Linked DNA regions of Sus scrofa: region 2 is linked to region 1. A link is a contact called in public HiChIP or PLAC-seq data. All regions are on one chromosome and are shown on one strand. The core of a region is the stretch at or near the end of the contact, and the rest is flanking DNA. Distances in the headings are between cores, read along the strand shown. Region 1 holds the start of CCDC150 (coiled-coil domain-containing protein 150). Region 2 holds the start of GTF3C3 (general transcription factor 3C polypeptide 3).

Region 1 (5,245 bases), core at 879-3,378:
TCATTGTCAGTTCTGGAAGAAAGCAGATGCCTTTTCCTGGCCTACAAACAGAATATATAAATAGTCAGGAAAGTGAGACATAGCCTTTGTCTGTAGAAGCATTCAAAATTTATTCATTAATTCGCTCACTAGACAAGGATTTACCAAGACTCTACTGTCTGCTAGGCATTGTTTCTGCTGTTGAAATTTTTTTAAATCAAAAGAGAAAAAAGTCCTGTCCTCAAGTAGCTTACAGCCTAATCAGGGGGAATTAAGACAGACTGACAATCATAACGCTGTGCAATCAATACTTTAGGAGGGAACAGAATGGCTTTACAAAAGAAGTTATATTTCCCTTGAGTTCACCAGACTGAAAAGAGGGAGGACATGCCTGGCAGAGGGCTTAGAGCCTGCAAGGACAAAGACATGCCAGTAGACTTGGTAACCCTTGGGGTACCAGGTGCAGACTAGGCTGGTAGATCAAACTGAAGCCATTAGCAGTTTGAGCCTGGTCAATGGATAAGTATGAGTTCAGTGGGGAACTATTAAATGTTTTTAGCAAGGGACTAAATGATCAGATTTACCTTCTCAAAAGATCATTTTAGTAGCTATATAAAGGATGCTTTGGGAAGGGTGACTGGAAAACCAGTTAGGAGACTATTACAGTATTGTGATGAGAGAGAATGTGGTCCTCTTGGAATCCCTTGTATTTCCATGGCTAAAAATTTCATTCAAAAAATCCTGCTGATTTTTGAATGGGGGTCAACAAGTATGAAAATTATCAATTGAAATTTAAGAGGGAAATCAGAAAAAAAAATCAATATGTACAGACACTTAGAATAAAAAGACTTTTAATATAATGAATTCTCAGATGTCCAGAAGCTGGTTCTCCAGCAGATGAATTAGTTTATTGATGACTTCAGTTTTTTTCTCCAACATGGTAATTGCTTGACTTAAGTTCTTATATGGTTTGCCAGATGGTAGATGGAGGAAAATAAATTAAAAACACTAGATTTAATCAGTTGTCTCCCTGACCGCTGCTTAATATGGAAATTCAAGGAGAAGGTGAAAACTCTCATTACACTAAAGTGCCCAGATTATCTATGGAATTCATATACATATCCCTCATCTCTACTCATAAATCAGAGGTCACTGCAAGAGAAAATGTACGAGTAATTGGTTCTTTACATTGATGCTCTAAAACACTCTCCCACTTTTCATATTAAGAGCTTTATTTGACCCCTTCACCTGAATAATGTATGCGGTGCTCATTTCTCTTTCACCGGATGGGCTAACAGTTTGATGAATATGTCTTACAGCTGTGCTTTGATGGACATTCGATCCATCTCACGTTAAGGTTTAGCTTTCAGAAGAGTAAGAATAGCCAGATCAATTCAGCCAGCCACTTGCTAAGCAAATGAGGCCTCATTTCGGATCTGACTGCACTCATTTGAGGGCTAAAGTTAATTCTCAGCTGCAATCCCAGAGATGAGAAGACTGCATTAATTGTCCTGGTGCTGGTAAAAGGTGTTCTGACCAGCTACCTTAAGCAAAGCCGTGCTGCCTTTTCACTGGCGGACTTCAGTGTGAATTCTCACTGTTTGAATAAACAACTCAGAAACGACTGCAGTTTTATTTCCAGTGCTCTCTCTCGTTTCTTAGCCACTTACAATCAAATTTAGAAATACCTACTCACTTACCTGTAGACCAGGCCAGAAATTAATTATGCTGAAGAGACAAAAGACAAGAGAGCCGATTCCACGTGTTTTACTCTCGGTCTGGCCATCATGAACGAGGATGAAGAGGGGCTTGGTTTTTTCTTTAACGAGAACGTTAGCGCTTGGTATTTTTACCATTTTTTAATGTTCATTAACAAAATCTTATTTTCCTATCGTTCACAGGTGACTTGATACTCTCGTCCTTCTAGAACTAAAAACATTTTCTAATCTTGGCCTCGGGCCTGCTGCACGGTATGTGTATGTCGAAAAACCCAAACGCCGCACCTTCACCAAGACGAGGACCAACTCTGCAAAGCGGACTCCGTAGGGCCCCCGGGAGGTCAGAGGGAGGAAACTACCTATCCCGGCATGTCCCGCGCCGGAGCACAATGGAGCCCTGTCGTCATCCGGGTCACGGGGCCGCGCGTTCCGTGCGCGCCGCCGGATTCCGGCCTGGGTCCCGCCCCGGGCGGAGGGCCCTCCATGGCCGGGAAGACTGCGATTCCCGGCATGCCCTACCGGGCGCGCCTGCGTACGGGAGCTACCGAGCCGGGGAGCGGGTTGGTTTAAAGCGCTATCTTAGTTCCATGGAAACCAGCCCACCTGCTGCCAGACCTAGCTACAGGCAGACACATGGACTGTGCGGTGAGTCTGCTCGGCCCTGGAAGGTGTAGGGTCCGCGGGGGAGAGTCAGCGACTCAGATGAATCCCCGTCATCTCTGCCTCCGCCCTCTCCCCTCGCTGCCGAGATTTAGTCTCGACCCCTGGCCCTCAGAACCCTGATTTGTGGTGCTTCTGCTGTGGAAACCGGTGAAAACCGTTTAGGAGCGAGTTTGCACTGGCTAGGCCCCAGCACAGGCAAGGATAGCCACCAGAGAGGGCCTTCAGATAAGCCCCAGTCTGACTTTTCTTTATTTATATTTTGGGTTGGAAGTTACAGATTCCTGGAAATGCCATTTCGACGTTAATGTTTTTTTATTTTTGCCATCAGTTTTCCTCCCTGGCCTGCCTGTTAGAACGCAGGTGTTAGGAACTTACATTCGTTCATTGCTGTTTCCCCAGCTCCTAGCAATTATACTGGACAACGCTAAATTTTTGTTGAACTTCCCCTTGTTTGTTTGCCACCACCCACAATGTCTCATACTGTGTGAGCTCTGAAGATAGAAAATGATTAAGAATCTGACCCTACCGGGTTCGGGTTAGTGTGGCATGAACACTCACACACTCCTCTTGTTTCCTGATTTGTTAATCTTGGAGTACCAGGACTAGGCTCTTGAAACTTCTCTGTTATCCAGTCTCCATAGCTTTAAAAAGCCATATATAGATATATAGATAACTTCAGAAATTATATCTCCAGTCCACCTTTCTCCCATGACTCCACATCTACAAGTTGAGTCATGTGTTGGGCATCTTTCCTTTTTTAAATTTAACATTTCCAAAACCACTCTTGATCTTTCCACCTGAAACTCGTTTTTCCTGACAGGCTTCCAAGTGTCTCAATGAATGGTAACACCATCCTTCCAATGCTTACTTTCTCATCTGATCTATCAGCTGTATCTTTAAAATATGCCTGGAACCTGACTACTTCTTAACTGCTCTTTGATATCACCTTGGTCCTATCCAGCAGCATCTCACCTGGATTATTATAGTAGCTTTCCAACTCGTCTTCCTATTTCTCCTGTTGTCTTTTTACCATCTTGGTCTGGCTACTCTCTAGCCAGAGTGATCCGAGTGAAAACTGAGTTAGATCACAGCATTCCTTGGCTCTCAACCCTCCAATGCCACTGAGAGTCACTGAGGGTGAAGGCAAACCTTTATAACCTGGTCCTATTACTACCCTCCGACCTCATCTCCACTGTTCTCTCCTTCACTTTTTCCTCTAGAGTCAAGCTGACCCACCAGGCATTCTTAGAACTTGCACTCTCTTTTCACACTTTCTGGACCTTCCTTTCTCCCCCCCCAATACCCACATCTCATTTCCATACTTTCTTCACAGGTCTTTGTCTCAGTATCATCTCTCAGCAAGCCTTCCTTCCTTCTTCCTTCCTTCCTTTTCATTCCTTCCTTTCTTTTCCTTCCTTCCTCCCTTCTCTTGCCACACTTGCCACATATGGAAGTTCCTGGGCTAGGGGTTGAACCATAGCTGCAGCTGCTGGCCTATGCCACAGCTACGGCAATGCTGGATCCAAGCAGCAACACCGGATCCTCAATGCTGGATCCTTAACCCACTGAGCAAGGCCAGGGATCGAACCTGCATCCTCATGGACACTATGTCAGGTTCTTAACCCACTGAGCCACATTGGAAACTCCTCAGTGAGCCTTTATTTGACCACTCAAAAATGGAAGCCTACACCACAGCCCCTGTCCCATGCTTTTTCCACTTTTTCTTCTCCATTGCACTTATCACAAATGAAGCTATTTTATTTAATGTTTATATTCTCAACTGGAATATAAGCTCTGTGAGGGCAAGGAGTTTTGCCTCTTGTTTACTGCTGTATTGCCTGGTGCCTGTAACAGTATCTGGCTCGTGGTAGACATTCAAGAAATGTTTGTTGGACATATGTGTGAATTAAGACACTATTACTGACCAATTGTTGTATTATTATTATTATTATTATTATTTTGTCTTTTTAGGGCCACACCCACAGCATATGGAGCTTCCCAGGCTAGGGGTCTAATCGGAGCTACAGCCTCCGGCCTTGTCACAGCCACAGCAACTCCAGATCTGAGCCATGTCTGTGATCTACACCACAGCTCATGGCAATGGTGATCCTTAACCCACTGAGCAAGGCCAGGGATTGAACCCGCAACCTTATGGTTCCAAGTTGGATTCATTTTCTCTGTGCCAGGAACTCCCCAAATTATTTTCTAGTGATTGTGATAGGCCTGTTATTTTGGAACCACCAGCATATAGTTGTAGCTTTTGCCAGGTTTAAGAATGAACTTGTGTCTACAGAAGCAGGTGTTGCCTTTTCAAAGTCACCTGGCTTTTGTTAGTATATTATGATAATTTTCTTATACATGTCATGCTTTCAGTAATGTAACCTGAACCTTTTGGAAATACTTTCCCTAAACATAGAGACGGAACTGTATTAATTTGATAATGATATATTTATGAAAGTAGTGAATTAACTTTTTAAAAAAAATTTTTTGTCTTAGTATTTTTATTATTGTTGCTATCAAGCATCAGGGCTTAGGTTCAAGGCTGCATTCAGTGATATTTACTTCTTTTCAAAAACAGCAAAGCACAGATATGTTTAAGCAATAGTTTCTTTGCTTGAATATTAGCAGTTAGAGCTAGATTCCTTTTCTGTAACTCTTTTACTATGAGCTATAAAAGTTATGGCTTCTATCTCAAAGTTATAGAGTTGAAAGTCTATGAGTCCTTAATAATTTATAGACTTATAAGTCTATTGAGTATGGAAGCATAGAGTTATGGCCACTGGCCCCCAAGTGGCCTGTGGATTGTGTGTGGGGGCATGGTGTTTCTGTTACCCCTGCTTGGACCTGCCAGATAAGAAAGACAGGCAGGGGTATGATTAACTGCA
Region 2 (5,435 bases), core at 2,752-5,251, 160 kb after region 1:
TCAGATTCATTTCCACTGAGCCATGACAGGAACTCCAAAATAAATAATTATGATAAAGTCATAATGATCATCTTCAAGAATTCTAAACACTCAAAATAAATATGAAATGTATAAATGAGTTTAGTGGCTCAGTGGGATCTAGCATTGTCTCTGCTATGGCTCTGGTTACAGCTGTGGCACAGTTCGATTTCTGGCCAGGGAACTTCCACATGCTGTAGGTGTGGACAAAGAAAAAAAATCAATAACATTTATTACAGTAACAGAAAAAAAGTCATATGATCATCTTGATAGATACAGACAAGCATCAGATAAAATCCAAAACCTATTCCTAATAAAAAAATTTTTAGTCAAATAAAAATGGAATACCTTTAACTAAAGACCTTTAGATAAAGAGTACCTAAAAAAAAGTTTCAACAAACACAGTTTGTTGATGGTTAATTATTCAAAGTTACTGAGAATGAGACAAGTGTGTCCACTATTACCACTCCTTTTAATATTTTACTAGAGGTTCTAGCTAATTAAGAAGAAAAATAAAAGGCATAAAGATAATAAGGAAGAAATAAAACTGTTATTATTCAGATTGCATGATTATATACATAGAAGATCCAAAAGAATCTATGAATAAAAACCATCAGAATTCATGAATTTAGCAGGGTTCCTGGATACGAAGTCAATATACAAAAATTAATTGCAATTTTTATATCAGCAACAATGAATTGATATAAAATGAAAGTTTCATTGAAAATGAAATTAAAAGAAGTCCTACTTTCCTGGTATGTAGGAAAGGTGCTCAAGAATAAGAATTTAGCAGTGGAATCCACCAGTGTATGGGGGGAGAAAGACAATGACAATGACTTCAGTGGCCATATATTCCAATTAGCAAAAATTGGAATTTGCCAATTACCAAAAATTTGGGATTTGCCAAAGCCTCTTCAGAACTGAACCCTTCTGCTCTGAATACATGTTCACACTCACCAAGGATCCTGGTAAATTTCTGGGACAATTCCTTCCTGGGAAATTGAGAGCTTAATATCTTAAAAGGACTGATGGGATTACATAAGCTGAGGCCAATCAGTCCTTGTATGCCTGACTGCTCTTGGTGGACTAGAACCAGATTCAATGAACCTCCTTTTTAGGAAGGGCCTAATGGCCACCTCTCAGGGGCTGCTTTAGATAAGAGAGCTGGCAGGCCACAGTGCCGTGGTACCTGCTACTATAGCTGCATGTCAAAGACTTGATGATGGGAGAGCAGCTCCTCCCCTGAGCAGATAAAGAAAGACTCATAGGTTTTAGAGCAACTTCAATCCCATTTTCCCCCTCACGTGACTGGCAAGGTAAGAAACTACAAACCCAATTTACTCTCCTCTTTGCCCTTTCTTTCCCACTTGGTCCAAGGAAGCAGGAATAACGCTTGTTTGTTTTCTATCCACCTTATTAGGGTGTTTTCTCCATGTTAAGGCTTATTTGGGAGTTCCCGTCGTGGCGCAGTGGTTAACGAATCCGACTAGGAACCGTGAGGCTGCAGATTCGATCCCTGGCCTTGCTCAGTGGGTTAACGATCCAGCGTTGCCGTGAGCTGTGGTGTAGGTCGCAGACTCGGCTCAGATCCTGCGTTGCTGTGGCTCTGGTGCAGGCTGGCGGCTATAGCTCCGATTCGACCCCTAGCCTGGAAAACTCCATAAGCCGAGGGAGTGGCCCAAGAAAAGGTAAAAAGACAAAAAAAAAAAATTTGGTCATGCAGAGCTGAGCACTAGATCCTGGGATAAAACAGCATAACAAGATACCTATACTGTGTGTGAGGTCCCACGTGGACAGCCAATTAGCCTTCCACGCTGACATTTCTATCTTTTCTCCCGTAATTAAAGAAGTGGTTTGGAAGCCACTTTGTGGAGAAGAATGATTCATTACGTTTTGAGGGAGTATAGTCTGGAAGAATTAGTAACTTGACTGAGAGGGTCAGTTTTAAAAATAATGATTCTAGGAGTTCCTGTTGTGGCACAAAGTGATCAATGGCATCTTTGGAACACTGAGACGAAGGTTAAATCCCCGACCTGGCCAGTGAGATAAGGATCCGGTGTTGCTGCAGCTGCAGCTGGTATCGGATTACTTGTCTGGGAACTCCATATGCTGCAGGGCAGCCAAATCAAAAAAAAAAAAAAATTCTAAAATTCTCCCAGACACCGATGTCAATTTGAAAAACTCCACAGAGATTTCCCCTTGCGGTTCAGGAGAAACAAATCCAAATAGCATCCAGGAGGATGCGGGATGTGTATTCCACCCCTGGCCTCGATCAGTGGGTCCAGGATCCAGCATTGTGTGAGCTGTGTGGTGTAGGTCGCAGACGCAGCTCAGATCCTGAGTTGCTGTGGCTCTGGTGTAGGCCAGCAGCTACAGCTCCAATTCTACCCCTAGCCTGGGAACTTCCATATGCCGTGGGTGCGGGCCTAAAAAGCAAAAAAAGAAAGAGAAAAGAAAAAAGGAAAAAAACTCCATAAATATAACCCATTAAATGAACCATTATCATATTCAATAACTCAGGAAATGTTTATTAGGCACCTATTATACATCAAGCACTACACTCCAGGTAAACCAGGTCATCAACAACAGAATACCACTCCATAAAAAAAAATAATAATAATGTTTCCACTAAATCATTAGGTATCTTAAACATCTAATGAAGATACCAAGTGATCTTAACATACCTTCATTGACATCTTTGTCCTGAGATTTGGTAAAGTCAATTCCAGATGATGATGGAACTTCAGAGTCATTTGGATTTTCTTCAACTGATGACTTTCCTTTTTCCTGAAGACTCTGTGGTTGAAAATTAATGATTCAAAAACAAATGCACATTTAGCTCCTTCCAGTTGAGAACAGAGCATCTGCCTCATTTTCTATTTCTATAGAACTTGAGCTCTGAAGACATATAAGGGATGTGGAATCTAAATTTGAATGCTGTCAAAGCATTTCAGAATATTTAGGTCTCACCCTTCAGGCTGAATCGGTCATTTGTAAAAAGTAATTTTAAAAACGGTGATTTCATTAATCTACACACTGTATCCTTGCTTTTTAAATCAAAAAGATGGGGCACTTAATAGCTGCATAATTTAGGAAAGAATCCGACAGCTAATCTCAAAAGGTGCCAATTTGAGACTTAAGGTTTTCCCTGGGACTTAAGGTTAAGTGAGAAGACATGGAATGTTCAGATCTTCATAAATATTTTCCCTGGGACTTAAGGTTAAGTGAGAAGACATGGAATGTTCAGATATTTCTTCATAAATATAAAAAAAAAATGCACCAGTGAAGATTTCGTTATAAGACAAGAAAATTCCCTTTTTTCTGTGAAAGATTACGTCACACCACTAGTAGACTCCTCAAAAACGGGACCTCCAACCTCTCCATCAAGAAATAAAGAAACTGAGGCCTCAAGAAGAGAGGTATCCAAAGACACAAAAACACAGTGGCAAAACTAGGAAGAGAACAAGATACTGACTCCAAATTCTACTCCCCATGCCCCTCATTTAACCTAATGAGAAATCGCACTATTTGGTGATAGAAAAAAAGAGAAATGGTTACCACCGAGCCAAAGTCTTTTCGGTGGGCGAAATGTTTTAAGGGGGAGCTCAGCACAGGGACGAGGTGAGAACTAGTTTCGCTAATCAGGGGAAGAAACTGCTGTTAAGTACCGGACCCGCCCCGTTAGAGCGAATGGGGTTACTGGGTCCCCATATCTCTTAAGTGTATTAGGGCGACAAGACAGTAGACAGCATTCTGGCCTATCATCTCCTCACTTTCTTTTCGCGGGTTTTTCTCTCTTCTCTCCGCCTTTCAAATTCCTCAAAAGAGATCTTCCCTTCCAGATAGTCGATGAGCTCCGGGCTGAACCCCGACATGTCTGCGGGGTTCTGATACGCAGTTCCAGGAACCGAGACGGAGAAACGGAAGGGCTAAGCCTACAGACTCTATCCCGGGCCGGGGCGCTGAAAAAACGGACCCGCTGTTCTCCCAGGAAACCTGTCCGGCCTGCGCCGCAGCCGCCGCACTCGAGTTCCGCGGAACATCTGGCCACGCCTTCGTCCTGGCGAAATGGGCGTGAGCGGGGCGTGGGCGTGGGCGGGACCAGGGCTGGGGCAGGACCCTCTCGGCGCTTGGGCTGCCTATGCAGCTGGCCTCGGTCCTCGCGCTGAACCTTATTAAGGAGTTGGAAATAAAATGCGCTTTAAGGAAATTTTCCTACGTCTTCATCATTTCGCTCAATTCTCCTTTAAAATTCTCTCAATTCATTTCTTTTTTGAATGTTTTTCTTTAAATTAATTTGATCTTTACTGTAGTGATTTTTTTTCTTAATTTAACCATTTGCTCTAACACGTGCATGTTTCACTTGCTGATTCTGCCCTGCCACATAAAGCTAGTCTTCCCTCAAACGATGCTCTAAGTCTCATCTTCTCCAACGGATGGCACCATCAGTTTTCCCGTCTTCTACAAATCCTCAAACTTTCTCCTTCCCCAGGCTCCTTCTCAGTCTGTAAATAAGTTTATCTGGACTTTGTGTCCCACCTCTAACTCCCACCCAAATTTTCTTCTTTTCTTAAACTTTTAGAGATAATCAAATGTTGGCTATGATTAGCGCACACTGTTGCCAATTTACTGTATAGGCCACGTACAGTCTTACGCTTATTACATTCATATATCAAAATAATCCTTAAAAATGGATTGTATTTTTGTTGTTGTTGTTATTCCTAATGCCAGTGTCCTATATCTAATATGTTGTAAAGCCAGGATTTGAACCCTGATCTATCTGACTCCAAATCCCATATTTGGAATTAATATGATATACTGCCTCTCCTCAATAGAACTATTCTTCATTCCTATTTATATTTTGGTTTATATTTTTATATGGTTTATATCTTTTACCTTGTATTATAACTATTTCTCTGCCATCCTCTTCTAAAGACACTAGCTGTCAACATCTGAAGAAAAATACTACCTGGCACATCTTTGTGAACTCTCTGTAGCCTAGTAATCTGTGCTCCAAACACATTTATGAATTTAATTGGATGGCAGTGAAAGTGCCTTGGGAACGGACAAGGGAGTAGAGGTATGAAATGCAGCTCAGTATGAAGCTGAGATTAGGGACAAATTACAAGGAACCAATTACCTGGCTTGGCCATTGGTGACTCTTTATGACAATCCAGACAAGGAAAAGCAACTGTAAGATGGCAGATGAGGGCCCAGGACCTGCAAGAGGGGGACTTCCAGGTGAGAGAAAAATATCTCACAGCTAGAAGGCATTTCTTTCTCGTAATAAATGATCACCAGGGCCCAATCTGGGTATAAAATATGGGAGGCTAGTGGGGTGGGTTGGGTTAAGGTAATCCAGAGAAATTATTTATAAGCCAGTTCCCCCCTGAATTTCTCCAGGGAGTCAGAGGATT

What was found. HiChIP or PLAC-seq counts read pairs in DNA pulled down with a chosen protein or histone mark.
Region 2: a contact with region 1 is called in an H3K27ac HiChIP or PLAC-seq map of alveolar macrophages. The contact joins the promoter of GTF3C3 here to the promoter of CCDC150 in region 1. A contact is called at or near these places in 1 of 47 Hi-C or Micro-C datasets (heart right ventricle) and 1 of 2 datasets of contacts at active chromatin or transcription factors (alveolar macrophages).

Annotation. Positions count from the first base shown.
Region 1 is chr15:100,537,265-100,542,509 of Sscrofa11.1, forward strand. It overlaps CCDC150 (coiled-coil domain-containing protein 150), which reads left to right and starts at 2,129. Exons shown (of 27, transcript XM_021074909.1): 1 at 2,129-2,342. The coding sequence starts at 2,331.
Region 2 is chr15:100,697,704-100,703,138 of Sscrofa11.1, forward strand. It overlaps GTF3C3 (general transcription factor 3C polypeptide 3), which reads right to left and starts at 4,002. Exons shown (of 18, transcript XM_013982275.2): 1 at 3,792-4,002; 2 at 2,703-2,814. The coding sequence starts at 3,893.